Linked DNA regions of Ostrinia nubilalis: region 1 is linked to region 2. Evidence: chromatin contacts called from public Hi-C data. All regions are on one chromosome and are shown on one strand. The core of a region is the stretch at or near the end of the contact, and the rest is flanking DNA. Distances in the headings are between cores, read along the strand shown.

Region 1 (5,825 bases), core at 2,996-5,495, 130 kb after region 2:
CTTCAGGTTGCCAGTTACTTCATCTCCTTTGTGCACCAACACTCTCCCATTCTCCGAGCGTTCACACAGCATTTGTAGGAAGTCCAGAATGGCGTACAAACCTGTACCAGGCGATGTTTCTGATTGGGTCTGGAATTAGGAGAATTTAACAAACTTAAATGCTGATCTGCTGATAAAGTTTCTTTCGAGACAATGAAGATTCTTTAATTTGAATGCTATCCTTACTAATATTATAAATGTGAAAGTAACTATACATTGTTTATGTCTGTCTATCTTTTCACATTTGAACGACTATAGTCTGGTCGCGGAGCACCTAGAATTTTGTCCAATGACCCCAAGCTACCTATCCTTATCGATCGCGCGTAATTATATTGCTGTCGCGCTCGCACACTCACTGCGGGCGCCCGTCGCACAGTCGCGGCAGCAATATAAAATTACGCGCGAGCGATAAGGATAGGTAGCTTGGGGTCATTGGACAAAATTCTACGTGCTCAGCGACCAGACTTTAAACAGATTTTGACTAAAGGTATAGATAATTTGGATCCGCGGAAAAAACACGGGAGTTTTTTTATCCCGGTTTTTGAAAGTGGGATACACGAGGGATAAAACCTTTCTGTGACAGACTAAATTCAATACTGAATTTTCTAAATTTTACCTGCACTCTTGGTGTTGATTCACATTCTTTCTCTTCAGTATTATTTTCTAAATTCCCATCCTTTTTCTTAGAAATATTCTGCAGAAAACTCTCTAAAGAACTCTTCTTGGATGGTGCTGCTTTCTTAAATTCCTCTTCTAACATTTGTGGAGTGTATCTCATAGAGAACCCATGTAGTTTTGGTGGTAGCCTTGATTTTCTGCATAGTTCTATTAGAGGAGTCAAATTTAGATGATCTATATCTGCCTTTATGACAAAATCTTCTAAAGTGAGTATTGTAGGTGTGTCTTGACCCTTTTCTTGATTAGCTTTTGTTATTATTCCTGCAACGTACCAGAAACAGTGCAATTAGTTGTTAAAATCATTTTTTTTTATTGTCTATAAATAAGAAACTTAACAGTGCAAGAGTGGTTGTGTTCCCCAGTTGATGAAGCACATTATGTCGTGCCCTGTGTGCCCAAGCAACTGCACGCAGAAAGATTGAATGAATGCTACTGACAACGAAACTGTGTAGGTTTGTTGCCGACGCGACAAAGAAGAAGATAAATACCTTACCTAGTAATTTTCCGACAACGTAACCCAGTTGATTCAACGTCAGCAAATTCTTGCTTGACAACCTCGATCCGTACTTATTAATGTACAGTTGCAGGAACGTTTTCACAGAAGATAGGTGCTTAGCAGAAACGGGAGCACAATGTGCGTTCTCTAATGCTGCGGCCAACCCGTGAGCTTCGTCCATTATTAGCACATTATCTTGTAATTTGAGAGACATTCCAGACCTGGCACCAGAACTGACTATGCCTGCGTGACTGACTAATGCTACCTGAAAGTTTTGTTTTAATTGTGATTAACGGCTGTGTGGTTTCGGCAGATTAGAATAGGGCCACTATACTCTGGTCGCTGAGCACGTAGAATTTTGTCCAATGACCCCAAGCTACCTATCCTTATCGCTCGCGCGTAATTATATTGCTGTAGCGACTGTGCGACGGGCGGCAGCAGTGAGTGCGCGAGCGCGACAGCAATATAATTACGCGCTCAGCGACCAGAGTATAGTGGCCCTATTCTAATCTGATCCGCGACCAGACTTTAGTATTCTTCCAGTGGATTTCATAAAAGGCAACTTAGGGAACAATATGCGAACATCAGGCCTCCCAAACCCATATAGCCATCATGAGGAGTGTAGGAGTGTCCTTCATTTGCTCCTGGTAAATTAGAGAGGGTTGTACTCCTGCAGTAGAGAATAAAATATGACCACAGGAATTATGGATACCATCTTCTCTAACAACTCTTCAACTTCTCTAGGTCAGCCCTGGAGAACTTCCTATGTTCATCAGAAATCATTAAGGATTCTAAATAATTCTAATGATGAAATAATTTTAAGGAGATTATGATAATTACCTCAGCATCATCCAACGCTGCTCTGCAAGCGTAATACGGACATGCCTTCAGTTCTTTCGCACATTTGACCAGGTCTTCCATATCCATAATATCAGTCAGGATTCTCTCCTTCAACTGAGTAATATTATTCTGATTGTAGAAGGGACAACTTGCACATGATCTTGTTTTGGTCTTCTTTAACACTTTGCCCTCATCACCCACTGACGTTGACTTGGTCTTCGATTTCTGCATATCAAGGCATCTGAAAGTTTATGCAAGGTAAGTAAAAGAAAAATCCACCTGCTTTCTAAATTGAGTGTTTTGTCTTGAAGAGCTGGTAGGTCATCAATTTCGTATTGGGCATTTTTAAGTTAGTGAATGAAAATTGTAGTGTCATGTACAATTTGTACCAAAAGTTATGTAAAGAAAGCGCATGCAGGGAAGTGCTGGACTCAGACCGCTACCAATTGATCAACGTGGAAAGCATTGGGAGAGGCCTATGTTCAGCAGTGGACGTCCTATGGCTGAAATGATGATGATTCAAATTCAAATAATGATGATGAAGGGTCTAGGCTAGACCTTTTGATTTCATAAGTGCCAAATCTTGATCAAAAGAATTTTATTAATTCATCAATACCTCTCATTTATCAAATTCACGTTTTTGAGCTTTGTGACTTCAGGGTTGATACAATAATGTTGCCTTGAAGCAAGAGTGACCACCCTTGTATCATCTTTGAATACTGTCCTTTTGATTTCTCCCACAAACTGAGATAACTGGCTGTGTGTTCTACTGCTGATGTATATCTAAAACATAGAGAAAGAAATGTGAATTAGTAACACAAATAGGTAAAAGTTAGTAAAACCAAAAATTTACAAAGTATAGTAATGTTATGTGAACTAGTTTAAAATGCTTGCCATAAGAGGCATTGTTAATAGCAAAAATATAATTAACATCTAAAAAAATTTTACATTAAGCGTTAAATGAAATTGGCACAAATAGTGCCTAACAGTATTACAAACATTAGGTTTAAATTAAGTTACAATTTATAGTTTAATTTCACCTTCATATTATGTTCATCTTCTTCAGCAATTTCTTCATTATCAGACTCATCATTTTTTTCCTCACATTCTTCAAGAACCAAGTCATTATCCTCACTAACAAGATCTTCTAGAACATTCTCTTTATTCTCTTCTACTTCCTTCTTAATTTTTTGTGAATTGTGGAAATAATCATTAGTTTTAGAAGTAATTTTTAATTTTTGTTTTGCAACTCGCCTTTTCATTTCAAGCAGCTGCTCATTTCTCTTTTTTATTTTATCTAGTTTTAGTTGCATTGAGCTCAAAGTTTGGTTTTTCTCTATTTTATTGTACTCTTCTTGGAGCCAATCATCATTACCTGAAATCATTTTCAAGTTCTTAGGTCAACTAATCTGAACAAAATTTATATAACAATATAAATTCAAAGGCCTTGAAAAGCCTGCCTGATTTAATAAAATTAATAACCTTTGGAGTTAGGTAACTAGAAATAAAGATACAAATAACAAACTTACTTGTGCTATTAGAAACATCAATTTTCAGTTCATTTATTTCACATTCTAAGTCAGCAATAACTTTTTCATTGTAGTCTTTTAACCATTGCAACGCTGAACAACAAATACTCAGTGATTTACCCTGCAAATGTGCATTATTTTGAGTTTTAACCACATGAAAACGGAAAATATTACATTCGTGAACACAGGTGTTTATAAGACAAATAACAAGTCAGAGAATACTTACGGTACCAGTAGGACTTTCGAAAACTCCAGCTTTGTTATTATCTATTGTAAAATATAGTTCCTTCATAAACTTTTCCTGAATAGAATAAGGTTTAAAAGGAAAATGAAAAGTTGGATGTTGATTACACTCAGTGCCCATTTTGACCTAAAATAAATGTTGAAAGTAAATGAAATCGTGTTTCAAATAACTTATGAGGCTTATTTATCGCGACAAGTCGTAATATTTTTTGGTAATTTGTTTTTTAACTTGCAGTTTGTACTTTTATTTACGTTTTTGCCGCTCTAAAATCCTAAAAAACTGCCAGTCAAAAGTGACAGCCAGTGTCAACACTATTTAACCGATTTATTGCGTTACTGTCACAAAGAACAAGGTAATGCAAAGGTTATAAACACGACAAGAGCAATGAGCTATAACATATGGTACTTGTATTTTTAGGCCATGGTCAACCATACAATAAAAAAAACATTCTGTCATTTTTAGTTGTAAAAAAAAAATCGAATTTGTTGATGGATGACGTCACTACAGCTCAGGGTGAAGAAACTTCCATACAACGGTCATCGAAGTGAAACTTGCTTCCAAACAGCGACATCGGTGAATAAATTCAAATACTTTTTAACTACCCTAAAACGCTCTAGATGTCGCTGCTCCTGTTTCCTTCATATTTTCATTTTTTTCTTAATTAAAATATATTTGAGAATATTGTTAATTACAATGTGAAAACTTTTTTTAAATGAAATTAATTTGTTTTAATTTAAAACTGAACATTGACATTTTTGTTATAATTTACATAATAGAGTAGTAGAAATTACTATTTAACATATGGCAACTTTGTTTTTCCTCCAAAATGGCCGGTGTTGTTTTTGTTAGGTTGAATTGAATGCATTATTGTTTTCTTAGCCATCGTTTATGAGTTCTGTGGCCCTATTAAAGTATTGAAGAGTCGAGTCAAATTCAAGTTCATTCCTTCGTACCTGCTGCTGTTCTGGTTCATCGGAGTTTTGTTCGTTCCTTCGTGAATCGCGAAGAAACTTTCTGTTATGTTCACAAGTGATCTGAGTTTTCTCAATGTGCTGTGTTCTGTGTTTAGTGTTGAAAACTTTGCGAAAAGACGCTTTTGGTGTATAATATTATGTGTGTTCATAAATAAAGTAAAATTATTAAATTCAAAAGTTTTTGTTTACTTATTTGCATTTCCATGTGCAATGTAGAATTTTTCCAAATACATTGTTTTGAAAATAATACAATACGTACACCATAAAGATAAATATTTTCAAAATAATGGATTTGAAAAAATTCTACATTGTACATCATAAAAACAATAATTCTTTGAAGGTTATGAGGGCCTATGTGTGCGTGAACTGTGTGTATGTGTGCGTGGACTTTATGTATGTATGTGTGCGTGTACTATGTATGTATGTGAGCGTTACGTACGTAGGTTAAGTACAGGGAATTTAACACCAGGCTATCAATTAGTAGGCTCAAAAATTTGACAGAGAGGGTTCTCTATTTCCTATGTATTACTCATAGAGAAAAGTAATACATAGGAAATAGAGAACCCTCTCTGTCAAATTTTTGAGCCTACTAATTGATAGCCTGGTGTTAAATTCCCTGTACTTAACCTACGTACGTAACGCTCACATACATACATAGTACACGCACACATACATACATAAAGTCCACGCACACATACACACAGTTCACGCACACATAGGCCCTCATAACCTTCAAAGAATTATTGTTTTTATGATGTACAATGTAGAATTTTTTCAAATCCATTATTTTGAAAATATTTATCTTTATGGTGTACGTATTGTATTATTTTCAAAACAATGTATTTGGAAAAATTCTACATTGCACATGGAAATGCAAATAAGTAAACAAAAACTTTTGAATTTAATAATTTTACTTTATTTATGAACACACATAATATTATACACCAAAAGCGTCTTTTCGCAAAGTTTTCAACACTAAACACAGAACACAGCACATTGAGAAAACTCAGATCACTTGTGAACAT
Region 2 (6,343 bases), core at 25-2,524:
AAACATAGGTGCTTACTGCTTACCTTACCACTTCAGGGGTCGATGATAATTTTAATTTGAGTACCTAGTTCAAGTTTTTATTAATTAAAAAGTACGTAAGCACAATACTCGTACTTACTTTCAAAATAGGGCGCGGCGCACTCTTTGTTACGCTTCTTCATTAAAAGTAATTATTTCTATGGTTTTCTATGCACTATTGAAATTGTTAATAACGCGTGCAACTATTCGTAGTAGAACCTCCTCCTCCTCTACCCTCTTTCGTATACAACTAATGAGGGCTATCGTTTTAGCGCTCACAAGTTAGCGCCACTGTAGAGTAAGGTCCTGTCACTTGCTAGTAGCGAAGACAGTGGCACCCACTGGTGAGCGCTAAAGTGGTAGGGGGACTATCGCATTCGCATTTGCACTCATCAAGATGGCGCCACTGTAGAGTAAGGTCCTGTCAATCGCCAGGGGTGCCAACTGTTAAGTATAAAAACGATAGCCCTCATTGGGCGGCGCGGACCTTCCGGAATTTAATTTCATTTTTTTTAAAGTGTTCTGCATTTTGTAGTAGGTTAGACAAAATTAAATACTCTTTTAAGTGTTCGTGAAAGTCAACGCCACCTCATGCCCAGTTATGTGCCACATCTTTGCTTTAAACTGCATTTTATCATGTCATGCAGTGTCATGCAATAAATTAATTTCAAACTTTTTACTTGACACTGGCTGAATGTCCAAATCCAAAACGAACAAAAAAGTAAAACTGTCAGTGTCAAATATGTCAAATTAATTGACATTGTCGGTTCACGGAGATGTAAACAACAGTGTTGCCAGAAGGTTACTTTTGTAACCTTTTAGGTTACTTTTGAACTGCATTGGTTACTTTTAGGTTACACTAATGAAAAGGTTAATTTTAGGTGATTTTTCAGAAATTGTAGAATTAACTTTTACAGGTTATACAGTAAAAATATTAATAGTGACAATTTAAAAATTATGTCATAAACTGCATTTAAACATGAATTTGATTTATTATTTGTTAAAGACAATGAGTTTTAGCAAATGTTTTTTTGATAATAAAACGCAAATCCATGAAACGGTTTTATACGACCGGTCACTTTTCGGTCTTCATGGAATGGTCAAAATTTCGAATTTAACCATCCATGAACAACCTTACACAATCGCTCCGCACCCCCCCCCCCCCCCGTATGAAGGTTACTTTTTATTCAAAAAGGTTACATTTTTTTATATATCTGGTAATTTCTGACAAGACCCGACTGGCAACACTGGTAAACAAACTATCGATTTTTATTTTTTCCTACTTTGAGTGTTCTTGTGAATGATAATTACAAAATGATGGATCAGGAGACCGCTAGAAAGCTTCTCGTTGAAGGTGGTACCTTCGTCTTCCTTGGCGTACCAGAAGAGACGCAATTTGGGATTGATATGCAATGCTGGAACACTGAAGAGGATTTCCGCGGTATAAAGATGATTCCTCCGGGATTACACTACATACACTATTCGGCTGTAAGCAAAGGCACTGGGGATGTGTCGCCAAGGTAGGAAATAACTGTAGAAAATCTTATTTACAAAAGTAAACGCTCACGACAATCTACCAGTTGTAGGCAAATGTAGGTTATTTTCAAACGAAAGTAATGAAAGCCTACGGTTATTTTAGTTCCCTAAAAACAATACTCGGTAAATGTTTTCCATAGCCATAACATCTGACTACAGAACTGATTCTTTTACAGGTCCGGTTTCATGCATTATTTCCAACAGAAAGAGTTTGTCGTGAAGATGTGGGATAAAAAGGCTGAGGATATAAGCAAAGAAGAAATAAGTGACGAAAGCATTCAACGTCTCAAAGACAATCTCTTCAATATTGATCAACACTTGGCGCCATACCCTTATGAAATATGGCAAAAGTGGAAACTACTTACAACACATATTACAGGTAAATAAATACAAAAGAGATTTCATTTCACCTACTCTTTAGATTTCATTTTGTTGCATCTGAGAAACTGTTTTTATCAGAAATTTTAGAGTACTAGAACAATCTTATTCTTTTATGATTATGATCCATGAACATATTATAAAAGAAAGTCGTGTTAGTTACTTCACTTATAACTCAAGAACGGCTGAACCGATTTAGCTGAAAATTGTCAGGGAGGTAGTTTAGAGCCAGGAGAAGGACATAGGATACTTTTTATCCCGTTCGAAATAAAAAAAAAGTCTGCTTATTTATTGCCATTAAGGCGGAACAAAGTTCGCCGGGTCAGCTAGTATATTAATGAAAACTGTTTCTTAAAAATTTCAGCTGAACTCGCAGCAAAACTTTCCCCTGAATGTGGAATAATCCGGTCTGCCGTTGAGCTCATGAGCATGACAGATGAGGAGAGACCACGAGGTGCAAAAGGAAAGGTTCCGGAACAAATGGAAAGTCAAGAAGAGAACAGTGAGGAGTCGCCACCACCCAGCGACCCACAGGAAGGCTGTTCTACTTCTGGCCAGTCCGATGCTAAAAGGTTCAAGAGACTCTCCAATGAAGAAAAACTTAACGCTATGTTACCAAACTTAAAACCCACGCCAGGTAACATAAGTACTAGTTACTATTTTAAAAAATATTTATTTGTCAGGATAAAATTTTCTCTTAAGTCTGCGGGCACGAAACTGGCGACTGCGGAGCGGCGACAATGCATACAACAACATAGACAAAATATGGTGACGCACATCGCCGCCGCTTCGCCCCGCCATCGCTCGGCCGTCACCAGTTTCGTGTCCGCAGAATTACACACAGTGGCGTAGCTAGGTAACCAAGGGTCCTGGAGCAAATAAAAAAATGGGACCCCACTGCTACAACCCTTTTATTAATCTAAGTACAACCCACAGAAAGAATTTAGGGAATTCCCTAGTTATAACTTTCGAATTAATTTCTCTTTATTTATTTTGAAAATGGGAGAAATTTTCAAAATAGTTCAATTGAGATTTTCTGGTAAGGATTCGGGGACCCCTTGAGCTTGGGGGCCCCGGGGCACCGCCCCGCCTAGCCCCTTAGTAGCTACGCCCCTGCTTACACATTACATACTGAAACTCGCACTACTTGCAGGCACATCCCTACGATTCACGGAGATACCACGTGACAAATTCCCGCCAGGATCCACACCAGAGGAGATCACTAAACATTATTTGGACCAGTCGTATACCTTGGAACTCATGATAGCCGAGCATGAAGAGTGAGTATTATTAGCTTCAGCATAAAGCAAGTATGAAGTCTTCATACTTTGTGAGCATTTTATTATTTGAAGCAGACGACAGACTTACACTTAGTAAACATTGCTTTAAAGACTACCGCCTAACCCTAATACCAATTAACGATTAATAGCATTACAACTACATTTTAAATTTTTATAATTTTTCTTCAAATACCCAAATTTACAATATACTCTCTTTTTTTAGACCATTACATATTGTTGGAGAACTTCAGTTTGCTTACCTGTGCTTCTTGATTGGCCATTCTCTTGATGCATTTGAACATTGGAAGAACCTAGTCATACTCTTCTGCTCTTGCGACGATGCCTTAAACAATCACAAGAATCTATTTTTCCATTTTGTCAAAACACTGGAAAGTCAAATAGATGAAATGCCCGAGGAGTTTTTAACTGACATAGTCATGAACAAAAATCTTGTGTACAAAAAGTTGAGGGAGTTTTTCAGGACAGTGTACACAAGCAATATTGAAGGCAGATTTCTGAACCTTATAAATGACTTCAAACATGGTTTGACTGAGAAGTTTCAATGGGATTTCACAGAATTAGATGCAGATGAGGATGATGAAAGGCCGGTTGTGGTAAAATTGGCTGAAAGTGTAGATGTTTAAACATATTAAAACCAAAATAGTGCCCAAATTTTATGATGTAAAGGATGAAATCCTATGTTTTAGATGTGTATTGTGTACTATGTACATTTTATCTATTTTCTTAAATCTTTTACTAATAATTCTAGGACATAAGAAATATAACATTTAACTTTTTTTTTTTCAATACTTCTTTATATCAACTAAGTACTTAGATAGTATTCAATCAAATAATGTGATACCTTACCTGCATGCAATATTCACTGACCATTCACAAAGCAATAATATTTAAAATCTTTTACTATGTATCTCAGTATTTTTATGAATTATTGTACAAAATGATAATTATTAATGCAAATAAACTACACATAAACGTAAAATTCATTTATTTTATGAATACCCTTATAATTATAAGTCACCGATAACAGTAATTAATACTAAAACAATATTTGTTTATTTCTTCTTCTTGAATTGCTTCTTTGCCAGTTTTTGCGTATTCCTATTTTCGAACTTCGACTTCTTAGGTGGAACAGGCATGTCTGAAAATTAATGTACATAATGTAAAACATAGGTACAGAATACCATGCCTATAAGTACAACACAAGTTCCTATAACTTAATACTATTTATTCTATGAAACTTACTTATGCTAGGCCTTCGTTGTGGCATCTTTTTTTTGTCCTCATTTTTTATTTGTTTTGCTGCTTTTGCTACAGGACCTTTTGTAGGGATGTGCTTTATTTTTTTGGGAGGCTCCTCTTCACTGAAACAAAATTATTTGAAACATTAATATGAATACTATGTACTTAATGTTGCAATGCCTAGGGTTCATGTTATGGGAATTATAGGTTATGTTTATAATAATAAAAAAAGTAAAATAAAAATATGTATGAACTTTTGTTTACCAACATGAAGCAATAATGAACATTTGAATTCAAATAATAACCCTGTAGCTGCCAGCGACCACAATAAAAAACGTCTTCGAATAGAAACAATGAATGTTTGCAGCCAAAGCCACAAGCAACTTTCTGCACAGAAACACCACATTATCATCATAGAAACAGGAATGTGGCCCTGACAAGAGCCGTTGCGTAGCTCTGAGAAGAGCTGTTTTGTTGTGGTCGCTGGTGGCTACAACCCTCTTTACTGACAGAAATTTACACACATGTTGAACAGTAGGTAGTTAAAAATGGTATCCCGTTCTAAAGTCACTTAAACCAGTGTTCAAGCCAGGTATAACTTTTAGGGAGTAACAATATCTACAACATACCTATCAGATTCCTCAAGGTCATCTGCTTCATCAGAATCATCACTGCCATCAGAATCATCACCACTCACATCACCTAGCATTTTCTCAAACTCGTCTGAATCAAAAGCGTATGAACTGTCACTGTCTTCACCAGATTCTTCTTGAATTTTTATAAAGTTTTCAACAGGTTTGACGCCAGATTCCTTGAGTTTTTTCTCTTTCTGATTCTGTTGTTTTATATCAACTTTAACTTCTGGTTTAGGTTTCTTTGATTTTTTAGGTTTTTCTTCAACCTTTGCAGTGATTTCCGGTTTCACATTCGATTTATCGCTTTTGTTTTGGTTAACCAGTTTTTTCTTGTCTTTCTTTACATCAGCAGTTTGTTTATTAGTGTCTTTCGGCTTAACTTCTTTCTTTTCATTGTCCAGCTGAAAAAGAAAGATAATAAAGAAATAAGTATTGTGTATTGTCGATGATACTGAATAAACATTTTTTCTTTCTTTCAAATAGCTACATATTGAATACATACAAGATATTGCATGACAGATGATTCAAGGATGCTTTGTTTGATTGTATGATGATATTATGGTATTTTAAATAACTAAAGATTGGTGATCAATTCTAACCATTTGAAATACATCCTACAAAAATAATATCAAAAAATAAGAAGTAAGTAGGTATCATTGAGGCACTTGAAAAAAATACAAGTAACGTTATTTCTGCTCTTTGGACCACAAGAATATTTTGTATCCCTTTCTAGCAACTTGTTTTACCTTTCTTTTTACAGCTTTATCCTCCTGTTTCACTACTGGGCTTGAAAGCAGCTGCAGAAGACTTTCAGGTACATCTACAGGCTCAAATTTGTACTCAATGCCCAAAGCCTTCAACTTATTCTTCTGTTTTGTTAAACTGAAAAGAACATTTGAAGATTATAACTAATAAATGATAAATAAATAAAACATTTATTCTTATATCTTAGGGTTACAAATTAGGTGTGGACTTCCTCTATTAAGTACATAAGCACCTGTGTCAGAGAAAGCCGCTCTTCCATAGCATAGCATTGTAAAAAAACCTTGGTAGGGTCAGGGTGCAGTAAACATTTCAAAGCAAAAGAAAAATAACTTTGACTCAGAAAATAACATAAAAATACCATGTCCATAAAACAAGCTTTCTGGCACTTTCACAATCTCTATTGTTAGTAATTTTTTAGGGATGGGAATTCAACAATATTATTTAAGTACAGTTTTTTTATAAGTACATAAA

The links. Hi-C and Micro-C count contacts between places; a contact is called where the count stands out from the background.
Region 1: a Hi-C map of whole body shows a contact between it and region 2, with 5 times the contacts expected there. The contact joins the promoter of LOC135074250 here to the promoter of LOC135074246 in region 2. A contact is called at or near these places in 2 of 5 Hi-C or Micro-C datasets (whole body and whole larva).

Annotation. Positions count from the first base shown.
Region 1 is chr8:13,556,275-13,562,099 of ilOstNubi1.1, forward strand. LOC135074250 (ATP-dependent DNA helicase DDX11) reads right to left here and starts at 4,246. Exons shown (of 14, transcript XM_063968539.1): 1 at 3,809-4,246; 2 at 3,583-3,703; 3 at 3,094-3,428; 4 at 2,670-2,836; 5 at 2,054-2,294; 6 at 1,211-1,478; 7 at 656-978; 8 at 1-129. The coding sequence starts at 3,946.
Region 2 is chr8:13,424,471-13,430,813 of ilOstNubi1.1, forward strand. It overlaps LOC135074246 (protein AAR2 homolog), which reads left to right and starts at 1,275. Exons shown (of 5, transcript XM_063968535.1): 1 at 1,275-1,538; 2 at 1,731-1,933; 3 at 2,297-2,569; 4 at 3,086-3,212; 5 at 3,436-3,856. The coding sequence starts at 1,333. The coding sequence ends at 3,856. LOC135073990 (MKI67 FHA domain-interacting nucleolar phosphoprotein-like) reads right to left here. Exons shown (of 9, transcript XM_063968275.1): 6 at 5,854-5,989; 7 at 5,102-5,508; 8 at 4,476-4,594; 9 at 4,202-4,371. The coding sequence ends at 4,286.